Linked DNA regions of Sus scrofa: region 2 is linked to region 1. A link is a contact called in public Hi-C data. All regions are on one chromosome and are shown on one strand. Each heading gives the region's core, a stretch centred on a gene start, on an enhancer-like site or on the middle of the called end of the contact. The rest is flanking DNA. Distances are from core to core; before and after follow the strand shown.

The links. A called contact is a pair of places that touch in the nucleus more often than the background predicts.
Region 2: a contact with region 1 is called in a Hi-C map of fetal skeletal muscle, with 2.3 times the contacts expected there. The contact joins two enhancer-like sites. A contact is called at or near these places in 2 of 47 Hi-C or Micro-C datasets (fetal skeletal muscle and skeletal muscle) and 1 of 2 datasets of contacts at active chromatin or transcription factors (skeletal muscle).

Annotation. Positions count from the first base shown.
Region 1 is chr9:114,590,042-114,596,685 of Sscrofa11.1, reverse strand. All of the region lies in intron 14 of DNM3 (dynamin-3), which reads right to left. Among named protein-coding and RNA genes, the nearest start is that of MIR199A-1, 60 kb to the right of the region's middle. Within about 2 kb of position 2,490, at least 1 of the 83 cell types and tissues checked has an H3K27ac peak or open chromatin away from gene starts, as enhancers often do. A contact at or near this core is called in fetal skeletal muscle, where this site is marked.
Region 2 is chr9:114,773,785-114,780,428 of Sscrofa11.1, reverse strand. DNM3 (dynamin-3) reads right to left here. Exons shown (of 20, transcript XM_021063646.1): 18 at 5,617-5,843; 19 at 5,131-5,367. Among named protein-coding and RNA genes, the nearest start is that of PIGC, 49 kb to the left of the region's middle. Within about 2 kb of position 3,053, at least 14 of the 83 cell types and tissues checked have an H3K27ac peak or open chromatin away from gene starts, as enhancers often do. A contact at or near this core is called in fetal skeletal muscle, where this site is marked.

The sequences.
Region 1 (6,644 bases), core at 1,241-3,740:
CAGAAATGCATAGCTCACAGAATTTTCACAAACTGGAGTTCCCATGTAACCAGCACCAGATCAAGAATCAACATTATCAGTACCCCAAATGCCATCCTCTTTGTATCCACTTCTAACAATGCCTTTTAATTCACCATGTCAAAGCATTTTCTCAAAAAAGTAATCTCTGAGGCAGATACAGAGTAAAGTAAGGCAAGCCTGTCATTTCTGGTTCCCTTGGCCTGAAGTACAGTTGGTTTGTATGCAAGAAGCTCCCTCTAAAAGAACATACTGCTCTGCCTGGATGATGCCAACAGTGGAGATACTGCCACTGCTCTCCTGCCTTTCAGGGAAAAGTTAGGTGCAGGGGACAGTGTGTGGGAAGAAAAGAAAGAAACCTGGACTTGGCAGGCTGCAAACCCATATCCTGAGATTGATTTTCTTCCAAGTGGTTATTTGACCTGGGGAAACTTAGCTAATTAACCTTTCTAAGCCTTAGTTTCTTCTATCTATCAAAAAGGATGTTTGATTATTACGATCTTTAAGGTTTGCTCCAAGGCTAAAATATTTGATTTCATATGGAAGGATGCTTGGGTTGACAGGAGAGGTATAAAGAAGTAAAAACTTTTCAATACTAATCTGACTAGGGGGTCTTCCACCTTTTATCTTTCCTGTTTCTGAACCCAGGTGTGCAGCCTGGATTAGAAGTATTTGACCATCCCTTCTTATATACTAAAATCAGCACATGATGTTAATGAATAATTTCAAAGACCGTAAGTTAAATACATAATTTTTTCCTGCCTTTTTAGTCTCTCATGACAACATAAAATAAAGTTTGGGCTTATGAAATAGCATATCCTATACCTTCTCCTATGGTAACCTATGTACTGTAAGAAAAAGAATTTCATCACACAGGTACATGAAACATGAAATACTCAGAAAATGTCATGCCCCATGAACGAGTAGATGATTTCTGAGGCAAGCCTTGTTTAAAGATAAGGGGTAGACTTATTTTTCTGCAAAGCTATTTCATATATGAAACCTCTTCAGTGACTGCACAACAGTAAAAGACAAACATCAGCTTCTATTTAAGAACTTTAAAACTTCTGACAATTGGCTCGCATGAATCATTGTCAGGAAGAAATCTTCCAGCTGCAGTGACCAGCCCTAGTTTGCTGTCTGGCTAAGGTATGATTGATACCAGAGACAGAGCAACCTTCAAGCTTCTCACAGGAATATGGAAACTGCCATGAAAACAAGAATGAGAAATCTCACAATTGATTTCCCTTCTTTATTATGATTCCAGTATCTTTCCTGCACTTTCCCATCTCTTGATTCATCAGACTTTTTTCTATGTGACATTAGAATAAGCCTGACGACACTTCTGCTGCAATTATTTGCTTAGGTGAATAAAACCCATATTATCACCTGTTACCTACAAATTCACTCTTTTGCTTCACTGCAATGAATAGCAAGCACTACAGAATTTGAACAATTTGATCTGATTATGTAAAATCATGACAACAAGTCCTCCCACACCCTCCTCCATCCTCATAAATACTATGTTTACAAGACAGACAGACTCACAAAACTCCAGGTTCCATTTTCTTTTCAATTTCCACCTGTTCCTTGAAAAGCCATTTCTTCACATGTATTCTCTGACCTTATTTCAGTATCTGCAGCAGAAGACTGGACAGAAACTCAAGTTTTAGCAATCAATACAATTTTGGATGTGTAGTCTTCATAGATCTAGAGTATCTCCTTTATCCATTCACTTAAAAATATCAATTAAAAAATTTAACTAGACATTGTATATCAAACTCAGAGCAGCAACTTTCTCCAGTCATATTCAATCCACATGAGATATTTAAGGATGTAATAAAATATTAAAAAGCATATTCTAGCTGCTTGCTATTTTAAAAAAGGGGAAAAAATCCTTTCAGACAGTAATCATTTTCATTGTGGTGGAGATTTCTGCAAAACACATTAAGAAGTTCACGCCTGTGGCAATGGTCACTGCACATATTTTGGAATGTCTCCCAGACTCTAAGACTTTTTCCAGACATCCAGGAGGGACTTTAGGATGACAGTGATCCTGCTCTGGGTCTTAAAAAAATGTAAAAGGAAAACTTTTTTAAGTTCAGTTTCAGCTGGATTTTGTTTCTTAGACAGCCGAGTTGCCTAGGTTATGGAAAATAATAGTAATTACCAAGTGATGAGCAACAGAAAAGTTTCCCCCTCTGTTGTTGGTTTTTTTATTTATTTATTTATTTTTTCCTGTCTGAAGCTTCAATTAGTTAATCAAGATTTTGGTTAAGCAATAATGTTATTTTGCTTCCTAAGTGTCTTTACTGGCAGAGTAGAGTCTATCCTTTCCCCAGATACTGAAATCATCAAAAAGTATTATGATCATATTTTTTTAATTTTTGGAAACAATAAGAGGTAGCTCTGCTTACTCAACTGCCCTTTTACTGCAACAGCAATCTTAAATTTGCTCAGCAGTTATGACTTAAGGGATGGTGGCTGAAATCAGTGGGTTTAACAAGTGCTCTTTAACCATTTCTTTCTCTGCCTAGTCTGGCTTTAAACCTCCCTCACAAGAGTCTTTTGCTGTGGCTGGGAATGAAACCTGAGTATAGCAACTGACATAGCTTCTATCATTAAGAACATACAGATGTATGTTAGAGACTCAGATTTTGCACAGACATATGTTATTCTTTTTCTTCTCTCTAAGGCATAGTTTTAGGGGGACATATTTTGCCTCCTGTAAATCGAATCCATCTTAACCAATGAAATAAGTGAAAGAAAGTTTTCTTAGTCTTTTTATTTCATGTTTTATCATAGTTCCCATTATAGTTTTTCTGATTTGTTCAGATGTAACTTTATAATGTCTTTATTATTCTTGTATTGGCTTAAAATTCCCTTTTTGCTTTAGCTCCAGCTTAGTTTCATTGTGTTCTCCAATCAATACAGCTCCTGGTGTGAGAGAGAGTGTGCTTCTTGGAATTCGTTCTTTACTCCCAATCCTTCCTGCAAGGGCTGAAAGTTTGCAGTCTTAAAGGGCGGTAATAGCCATTTTCCTTATCTTACTGATTCTCACATTTCTTTGTTCAGAACCTAAGGAGGCAAAGACAGGCATGCTTGCAAGCTCTTGATTATGTTTATAAAATATTTGATGCTATTTACCGAGAAGAGATTTGGAAAAAGCACTAATTTAGGAATCTGAAGAACTGGATTATGCTTCAAACTCTGCCATCTACCAGCAGGGTGACCTTGAGGAAATCATTGAATTTTTCAGAGTCGCAATTTTTTCATCTACAAAATGGGAATAACACCTGCCTTGTCTAACTTACAGCTTTATTACAAGAATCAAATGAGATAGTCTATGTCAAAATGCTTCTAAGTCAACATCTGTAAAGAGCTCAGAATGCAAAGGTGTTTGGTATATGATAAACACAATATGTGTTAGCTACAATACTAACGTTATGTAATTATTATTAAAACGGCAAAGCAACAAATAAGTGATCATTGACTAGTGTATTTTTGATGGTTATATCATCTCATAATCAGTAATGTTTTTAAAAAAATAACTCCACATTATCACACTCCAAAGTGACTAGATATAGTTCCCAGTGCTATACAGCAGGATCTCATTGCTTATCCATTCCAAAGGCAATAGTTTACATTTATTAACACCAAATTCCCAGTCCATTCCACTCCCTCCCCCTCTCCCTTGGCAACCACAGTCTGTTCTCCATATGGAAAAAATAAAAATAATTTTAAAAAATAAAGCATTGTTTAAATATCAAAAAAAAATCCAGTTTTATGAATTTTTTTAGCTATTTAAACCTGGATTTCAGTAAATGCATTTTCCAGGTGATGAAAAATGGCCTCAAAAATACTAGGCTGAAAAAAAATCCCTGGGCTGCTTGAGATGCCCCTGGCCTGAGCTGACTTATCCGGAGCTGCAGCTGCGGGTAGGCAAGGACCTGGGCAGGAGGTCAGACTCAGTGTCTGTTGCTATAGGGCTCTTAGGAGAGGTACTGGAGTTCTCTCCCTAGGTGGTTTCAGAATCCCCTCCCTGCCTTAATGCAAACAGCAACGATCAGCTTGGCCTCTCTTAAGCCAGTCATGACCAGCAAGTGCAGCCCATCCAAGGCAGTTCTTGAGATCCACTGACTTGGCTTCTGGATGAACAAAAATGTCTGACACACCAAGATCATGCCCAGCCTTAAGCAAAGTTGAAAAGTCATCGGTGTTCACCCTTAGAGCTGTATTAGTTTACTCGGGCTGCCACAACAAAATACCACAGGGTGGGTGGCTTCAACAACAGATATTTATTTTCTCATAGTTCTAGAGACTAGAAGTCCAAGATCAAGGTGTCAGTAGGACTGATTTCTCCTGGGGCTCTCTCCTTGACTTGCAGATCACCGACTTCTTGCTATGTCTTCACATGGTCCTTTCTCCGTGGGTACCCCTGATGTATCTTTGATGTCCAAATTTCCTCTTCTTATAAGGCCACACTCATACTGGATTAGAGTCCACTTAATGAACTCATTTTAACTCAATCATCTCTTTAAACACTATCTCCAAATATAGTCATTCATATTCTGAGGCACTGAGGGTAAGAGCTTCAACATATGAATTGGGGGTTTAATTCATCTTATAAGAGGGCCTTCCCTCCTATTACTTCTCCCCCAGGACTTCCTTTCTACCATGGTCCATGTAGTTTAACATATTTTCTTTTCCCACACATCCCTAGTGCTCACTGCTTCTGAATACTTCTATGGGAACAGTTTTTATGCACAAATGTTGAAGTTATTTGAAATCTATACTGTGATTTGAAATGTTACATCATTATGATTTCTATGAGCCTAAGCTTCACAGGGTCAAGGACTAGACAGTACTTAAGGGCAGCCTCTTACTCACCAGACTAATATAAGACCAAAAATGTGGACAGGCCAGCTGTATTGGCTAGGGTTTTCTAGAGAGACAGTACCAATAGGCTCTGAAAGTGTGTGTGTAGAGAGAGGGAGATAGAAAGAGAGAAGAAGCATACACACAGACAGAGAGAGAAGACAGAGACAAGGAGAGATAGGCATAGAGACAGAGGAAAAGAGATTTATTTTAATGAACTGGTCCACAACATTGTGGACATTGGCAAGTCCAAAATCTACAGAGCAGGGTGTCAGGCTGGAGACCCAGGGAAGGGCTGATGTTGCAGCTCAAGTCCAAAGGTAGTCTGTATGTCTCTTCTTAGATGGGGCCTACCCACATTATGGAGAATAACCTGCTTTTTCAGATCTACTGACTTAAATGTTAATCTCAAAAAAAAAAAAAAAAAACTTTCAACACAACATTTAGACTGATGTTTGACCAAATATTTATGTATTGTAGCCCAGTCAAGTAGACACATAAAATTAGGTATCACATTAGCAAAATATGATCTAGGAACAATACACAGGGACTAACTTTGGAAGTAGGTCCTTAAACTCAAAAGAGGAAAGCCAGCAGCTCTGCTGTGTCTACTTTGTAGCCTTCACTCTTGGCTTCCTCTCTTTCTACCCTTGGGAATGAATTGAAAATTGTAGTTAAGTCACTCTCAATCATAATTCTGACTTGGAATTTTACAAACATTTTTTTCTACTTGGTCTATCTCCTCATTAAATAAATAGTGAGCTCTTTGGACAGGCAAGGATTTTTTTTTTTCCACTTGCTTCATAAAACTATATATATTGAGCAATATTACTATATAATTCTTAATGAAAACAAATGTAGAGTGTTCTTTTTTAAGGTTTTTTTTATACTTAACTGCATACTTTCTCTGTGTTGCTAAAAAGCCTGAATTCAATACAAGGTTTAAGTTTAATCCTGAGATACTATGATATAACTTTGTAAGTGATAAGGAATGTGATTTCCTTTATTTTAGAAGCCTCACTCTGAACCTTGAATTTCCAAATAACTAACTCAAAACTAGTTTAAATACAGGGAGAGGACATCCACAACAGAAGCATCTAAAATGACCACTACAATTTAAGCTTTTATTCACAAAATATACTTTGAAAAACCCTTAACTCTCAAATTATAAGAAATACAAGCACTATAATCTGAGAACCAAAACCAGATGCCTTTCTTCCATTCTCCTATCATATCACCTGGAGGGCAAGGTCATGTCCTGCTCACCTTTGTATCCTGAGCACCTAGCATAGTGTCCGGCACATAAAAGATGCTGACTAAATGTTTCCTGAATAAATGCAAGGAATAGAAGTCTAAAAAATAGTCAAATAAAGTCCCATTAAACTGATCTAATAGGAGACTAGAAGACCCAAGGATAGCTTCAGTTAGGGTAGAGTTATCCAAATTTCCTCTTGACCTGTATCAAGGCATGCACCAAAGGACACAGGGAAATGTTCACATCCTTACTGAACAGAAAGATTCTGGTGTTTGTCACATCGGCGTCATGATATCAATACTATAAATGGGCGCCGGAACCTTAAGTGTCATATCAGTATTTCCTTAATGCCTGTGGGAGTGGCACTAAAGATATGTTGGCAAAATGTTCTTGCTTGCCTCAGAAAATGGAAGGCAGGTAATTATTCCCCTTTTGACTCCATGACAGACTTGAGGGAAAATAACAAAAATCAGCATAGAGAACAGAGTGAGCA
Region 2 (6,644 bases), core at 1,804-4,303, 180 kb before region 1:
ACTTTTAAAAAATCCTTGCTTGACTTTTAAATCCAGTTGCTAAATATAAAAACTGTTCCCTGAAAAAAATCACAACACCTAATCATAAATTTATGTGTTTGTTTTAAAGGGGAAGGATGTTGAGGAAAATAGAAAGCTCATGGCTGAAACAGAAATCACGAGATGAATTCATCATTTGTCCAAAGACACTCAGCTGCTAAAAGAAGTCATACTTTTAGAGGGCTGTCGAGGAGGGAGTAAGTCAGGATGTTTCCAGTACATGATTGCTGGGGAATCAGACACAGGATAGGCACACAAGCCGCTTAACTGTTTGTGAACCCTGAGCCCACGACTTCAAGGCTCGGCAGCTTCGTCCTTCGTGGCACCAAACCTTGATGTTAGGGATGCAAAGACACACTCATAAGAATCATGGGTTTGTTCTTACTCAAAATTTGGGGGACTGGCTGAAAACAAAACAAAACAGGGAGACCTTATTTCTGAATGAGAGGGATTCTGTGTTGTCAATCAAATCAACATATAAAATAGGTAAAGGAGACAGATCACAGAAGAGCATCAAGGGCAAACATTTAAAATAAGATTCACCTAAATTGTAAAGAAAACCACATCCAAATGGCTTCTGCCTCTGTAAAGAAAAGAACGTGAATGCCTGGCTTGTCTCTTTGTGTAGCGAAATTGATGTATCTTTGGCCATTGAGTTTGGTGGTAAATGACTAAGAATGTGGGACTGGGATGAGACTCTTAAAGTGTGCCAGGTAAAATCAGGGAAATCTTAGGAGTCATGGAAGGAGCATAAGTAGGAAGCCCTGCAATCATCCTAATGCTACTCTACTCCAGGGCTGTTTCTGCACTGCAGGGACACCAGCTTCACCCAGGGGCTCTCCAGAGACTCTCAGTAAAGCATTCCTTGGTTTCCACATTGTGCTTCTGTCATGTGGATGAGCTAGAGTAAAAGCCAAACTTTCCTTCTGATTCACTCTTGCCATTATAAAAGCCACTATCAGACTTGGCAACAAGGGTGGTTAACAGAAAGGACTTTTACTTTTCAAAAACATTTCTTTTTTAAAAAATAGAAGACTGGGGGATGAGGTAAATGGGGTTTGCTTTTCCTTGGATAGAGACCCTTCCTCCCTCCCTTCTTCACTTTTGACCCTTGCAAATAGCTTAGTCCCAGGAAAGGGGGGAAGACAAATGAGTCAAATAATGCCAGGGTCGGGTGTTGCCAGAAAAAACACTCTGATTCAGTTAATTTGTTCTGTTAATGTCAAAGGCTGTGATTCCCAATTAGCTAATTTTAAGAAGCTGTAATCGAAAATAGTGACATCAGTCCTACAGTTAGTGTTTGGTGAAGATTAGGATCTTCAAGTAAGAGAATAGGGCCCCTAAAGAGGTACTGATGTCTGTTTAAGATCATCTTGCTGAACAAGGACGAGACTGGCTGGGATTTTTCAACTGGGTTTCAGCCCCTTCAGAGAAGTAGATGGAGGTGAGAAGGGGAGGTACACACCAAACATTCTGGCAACAGAAAATGTTCCACAAATCAGATTTACGTACACTCAACTTACTAATGACAGAAGCATTTACACTGGTGAGTCTTTTTGGGATAGAGATGCTCCCCTTCTTCAGGTGGAATTAATTAAAACAAGCACGTAGTTTGCAATATTTCTAGCTCCCTCACTGAAAGACTCTTCACACATAAACCGGAACAGCTTGAGCAGCTGAGAAAAACTGGGCCAAAAATGACTCCATCAGCCCCTCTCCTTCCTCTTATTGGAATGGAAAGATATAATAATAATCTTTTTTTCTAAAAAAAAAGCAGAATGTTCATGGTGTCTGTACAATTGCAAGTGATTTCATTGCATCAGAATAGGGTTACAATCAATATCTACTCTGAAAAGTGAAGATCATAACTTGCTAATGAAATCTCCAGTTATCCAGAAGAAAACTATGCAGAGGCACATGCCGAACGGCAGAATCTTTTGCCTCTAATAGTTCAGTTTTTGCCTTTGTGATATTAAAGCCCAACAGGGAGCCGGCGGGACACAGCTTGTGCTGTCTTGTCACGTTATGAGTTTCTGGTTTCAGATAAAAGGGAGAAAGGGCCCTTAAGAAAGCAAAGAACTGGAAAAAAAAATTGAACTTCCTTCTTGGAAAGCTAAGGGTTGTTTTTCTGGAGATGATGGATAATGGCATTTCAAGTTTTTTTGTTTTTTTTTTTTACGTTTTTAATAGAGAAAATGGAGGCAAAGCATGAAGGGAAAAGAGAGTATATAAATAAATAGAACAAGGTGAAGTTTCAACGAGAGTTTCCCTCAGCTCTTTCTTTCTTTCTTTCTTTCTTTCTTTCTTTCTTTCTTTCTATCTTTGTCTCTCTTTCCTTTTCTCTCTCTCTCTCTTTTTTTGAAATCTTAAACCCTATTTCTGGCTTGCATTTGGTAGGATTCCTGCTCTGGCTTTTATTAAAAACAGACTTTATGTGGTCAGAATTCTCCATCTAAAGCTAAACTTTAATAGGCACAAGGATCCTGACAGAGTCTTTCTTTCTTGCTCTTTCTCAGGTGACCCCAACCCCCCAGGATTTCCCTCCCAATGCGCTGAACTGGCGCTGAAAATTGGAGGCTCAGCAGAAAACAACCAACTTTCCTCTTTTACTCTGAACCCTCATTTCTGTTTTACATTTGAGACTCTTTGTAAGGCCAGATCAAGTTAAGCCTGGCTCTAACTTGAGAATACTCTGAAATTTTGAATAACACAACTGTTGTCCTATAAATGCCCCAGTGCAAGATGCCTGAAATCTGGCGGCTTCCCCTCTCCAGCACAGGTCCCAGAGCCTGATTCCTGCCCACCACCTTCTGAGTGTGAGCTCGGAAATACCAAGGGTGACTCCACCCAGCTTTACAAATCAATTTAGCATTCAGCAGTATCTCTGTAGGGTACCGGCAAGCCAGCTTATCTGAAACCAAGAGGTAAAGCAGCCAAGCGAGCAGGCAAAGACATGCATGTTCATTCCTGAGGACATGCGCCACTAGGTTGCTCAGGTTCCTTCTAATAGCGAAACAGACAAAGTAGCTGACTTCAAGGCTCCTGTATGGGACTCCCATTTTCCTCCTCCCAACACCCCTACCCCCATGGCCGCTACACCTTCTTTGCACAACGGCAGACCCTTTCCCAGTCAATTTGAAATTTCCTAAAACAATCATTTAATCTTGCTTGTAGTGAAGCTCAATGCTGGTCTTCATACTTGTTTACATGGAAGGGACGACCTTTTAATACTGCAGTGCAGTGGTTCTCAAGGGGAGGGAGATTTTATACGCTACCTGCCCACCGGAGGCAATGTCTGAAGACATTTTTAGTGGTTACAACTGGGGGAGTGTGGCTACTACCCAGTGGGAAGAGGCCAGGATGCTGCTAAACATCATAGCATGCACAGTACAGCTCCCACAACAAACATGTCAGTACTGCTGAGGTGGAGAAACTCTGATATTGTGGTTAGGAAACCGGGCTCTGGATCAGACTGCTGGGGATTAAAGCCCAGCTCTATTAGTGCCTGGTTGAACCGCCTTGGGGAAGCTGCTTAACCTCTGTGCCTTATGTGTAAAATGGATAATAATCTATCGCATGGGGTTGTTGTGAGCATTAAATAAAAATGTACCTGCGAAGCCCTTAGGACAGTGCCTAGCATATGTTGAGAGCTCACATATTATTCTTAGCTACTGTGTTTGTTGTTATTACTAGAAATTTAGCTCAGTTCCAATAAATTATGAACCAAACCTATTGAGGTTAAAGAAAAAAAAATATAGGTTTGAGAATACATAACATCCTCTTTGATGGGGACAAAGTGATGATGACAGTAACAACAACAGTGCCTTCCAGTTTGTGAGACTTTGAAATACCTCGTCTCATATGATTTGGGCAACAACCTTGTTATGTCTTTATTTCAGAGATGAGGAACGCCTGGCTCAGTTAAAGGATTTGCCCAGGGCCTGTGGCAAAGCAGGTCTTCTGATTCCACATCCCCCCTACTCCTGTTACATCTCCCTTTGTTTAGTGGTTTAAGATGCCCTTCTTTTCTACTACATGCAACAGCCTGAAGATCAAAATAAACATAAGCACCATAATCAGAGGATGAGGTGACTCAGGCTTTATGGGTGGGCAGAAGTCACTTCTCTTTTTACAGTACATGTATAGTAAGATTTTCCTTCATGGAGCATCCAAATATTTTAATCCTCTGAATTGAACTTCTAAAAAAATAACTTTTTGTATGGGCTATTTTCTTTCCTTTTAAAATTTCTCACCTTGAGAAAAAAATCCTAATTCCCCCTCTTTTCAAAATCTTCTATGTATACATATTGTACATCTATTAACTATAAATGTACGAAGGTGAGAATATAGCTTCAACTATATGTATACATGTTTTAAGTTCCATCTATTTGTTAGCTATTTTGTTTCACAATTAAGCCTGAAAATCTGCTTACAAATGCCAAAATGTATTATTCAAATATACAATATTCTATCTTACATATATATATATATATATATATATATATATGGTTGAGAGACTGCACAAAGCAATCATATGTCGTTTTTAAATTTCTATGCATAATTTTTAAAAAAGAATTGCAGATTAATCAGCCATGTTTCTATCTGGCCTACATTAAATTTAATAATATTGGTTTCAAGGATCAGAGTTCAGAGGGCTAATACTACTTGAAGTCAGTGGTTTTCTAGAATCCCTTTGGTAAGAGAGAAGGCCAGGCCTTAGCTCGATGCGCTCATGATCTAGGGAGCACACAGCTTGCAGCAGCCCAGCCACCAGCTCTTTCATTTCAAAGCTCTCCGTCAAAAGTTTCAAACAGCTGCCAAAACGTCATTCATTTGGACCCAGGTTTCTCTGGTCCCATTTAGTTTGTGCCAGTTGAGAAAGGAGAGTTCTGGCCACATACCGGTTTCTAAAGGATGTCACAGGCTTAGCCATCTTCCTAGGATGCCCCTCCCAGGGGAAAACTGCAACGTTATAACAGAATCTTTGCCATTTTCTTTTCCAAGTCAATTTTGTCTGTTATGCTATAAGAAGAGAACTGAAGGGCATCCCCCTGCCCCCATCCCGATTTTGGCCGTGCACTCAACACTCACCTTGGTACACTTGGGGGGGCCCTGGTGGGCCGTGACGGAACCTGTGGAGGTGCCCCGAACGAGTCGCTGCTGTTGGGGAAGGGAGGTAGCGGGCCGGGCCGGAATGGTACTGGGGGTGCCCCGGAGTGAGGTCCAGGGGAAGGGATGGCAGGTGCCGGCCCCCGGCCGGAAGCAGGCCGTGGGAGGGGTGCACTCAGTGTTGGCCTTCTCTGGGTGGTGGGGCTTGGAGGGGGGGACCTGGGGACAGAGACCAATTTCAGTACTTACAGAACTTATTCTTTTTGATAGCTGCGTAATATTCCACTGCAAGGATATACTGTGCTTGGTTTTAAAAGGAGTTAGGATCATCTGACCCTCTCTCTCACTGCTGGACTTAAATATCTTTTCCCTTCTTTTTTCTTTAGGTTCATCTTACTTAAGGGAAGCACATTCACAAAATGAACTGGACAAGCTGGGAGGCCTCAGGTGACCCAGTCACCTTCCTACCTGCGGGAATGCTGTATCCAGGAGTCGTCCACAGGAGGTGGTGCTGGCGTGAACGTAGTGGCGGTGTTGATGTCCCCGATGACCACAAGGGCTTCTTTAAGGGCTTGGTACATTCGAAGCATCTCATCTCGGCGCTGTGCCTGCTCTGCAGATTCCTCCATCAGAGTATTTTGGTCCTCTGAAGAATATAACTGTGCTAGGAGCTCAGAATTTATGAAGTCTTTAACCTGTCAGGTCACCACAGAAAAGTAAAAAGTGGTAATGCGTGAGTGATTGAATGATTAAACTGGTTCAGAGCCTGTGGACAGTTCACAAAAGCCCATTCTGGGAAAAGGAAATGCATCGTGCATCTGTTTTTGTTGTTGTTACTGTCATTCTTTTTTTTTCATCATGCATCTATTTACTCTTATTTTCTTCATCAACCTCCTAATCCTCAGTATTGGTGCCAGGAACAGTTTCCCCCTATATCTTACAACTATCAACAGTAAAGAAAACCACAGATGAGTTGATAAGAGCGCCAAACTTTGCCATCCCCAGAACAAGGTCTGTTGGCTGTACAAGCATTTCCAAGATGTTGCCTGAGGCTGCCTGGCTTATAGAGGACAGAAGGTATGAGGAGGTAAGCTGCAGTATGTCTGAGAGGACACAGTGACATAGGGAAACCTATGTTGTAACACAATTTATGCATTCCTTGGTATCCTCAGCCCTACACATAGATTTTTACCAAAGTCACTGGACTACTAGTAAGATCCCAGGTTTCATTGTTGTCTCAAAAATGGAATTAACACCAATAGGGCAATATTTATTAAAGACAGAATCATATATAATTATGCAAGTTGGGTTTTTTTTTGAGTGATGCATTCTCTGCTTTCTGGAGCTTAACTGTGATGAGGTCTGACATAAGGTTCCACAGTTAACAGGTGTATGAAAACACACTAAAATATGAACAATTTGTATGAGTCTTAGGGGTGGGGCATTTTGTGGCAGGATGAGAATGCAGAGGGTGCATATGTCATGCAGCCTTGAGG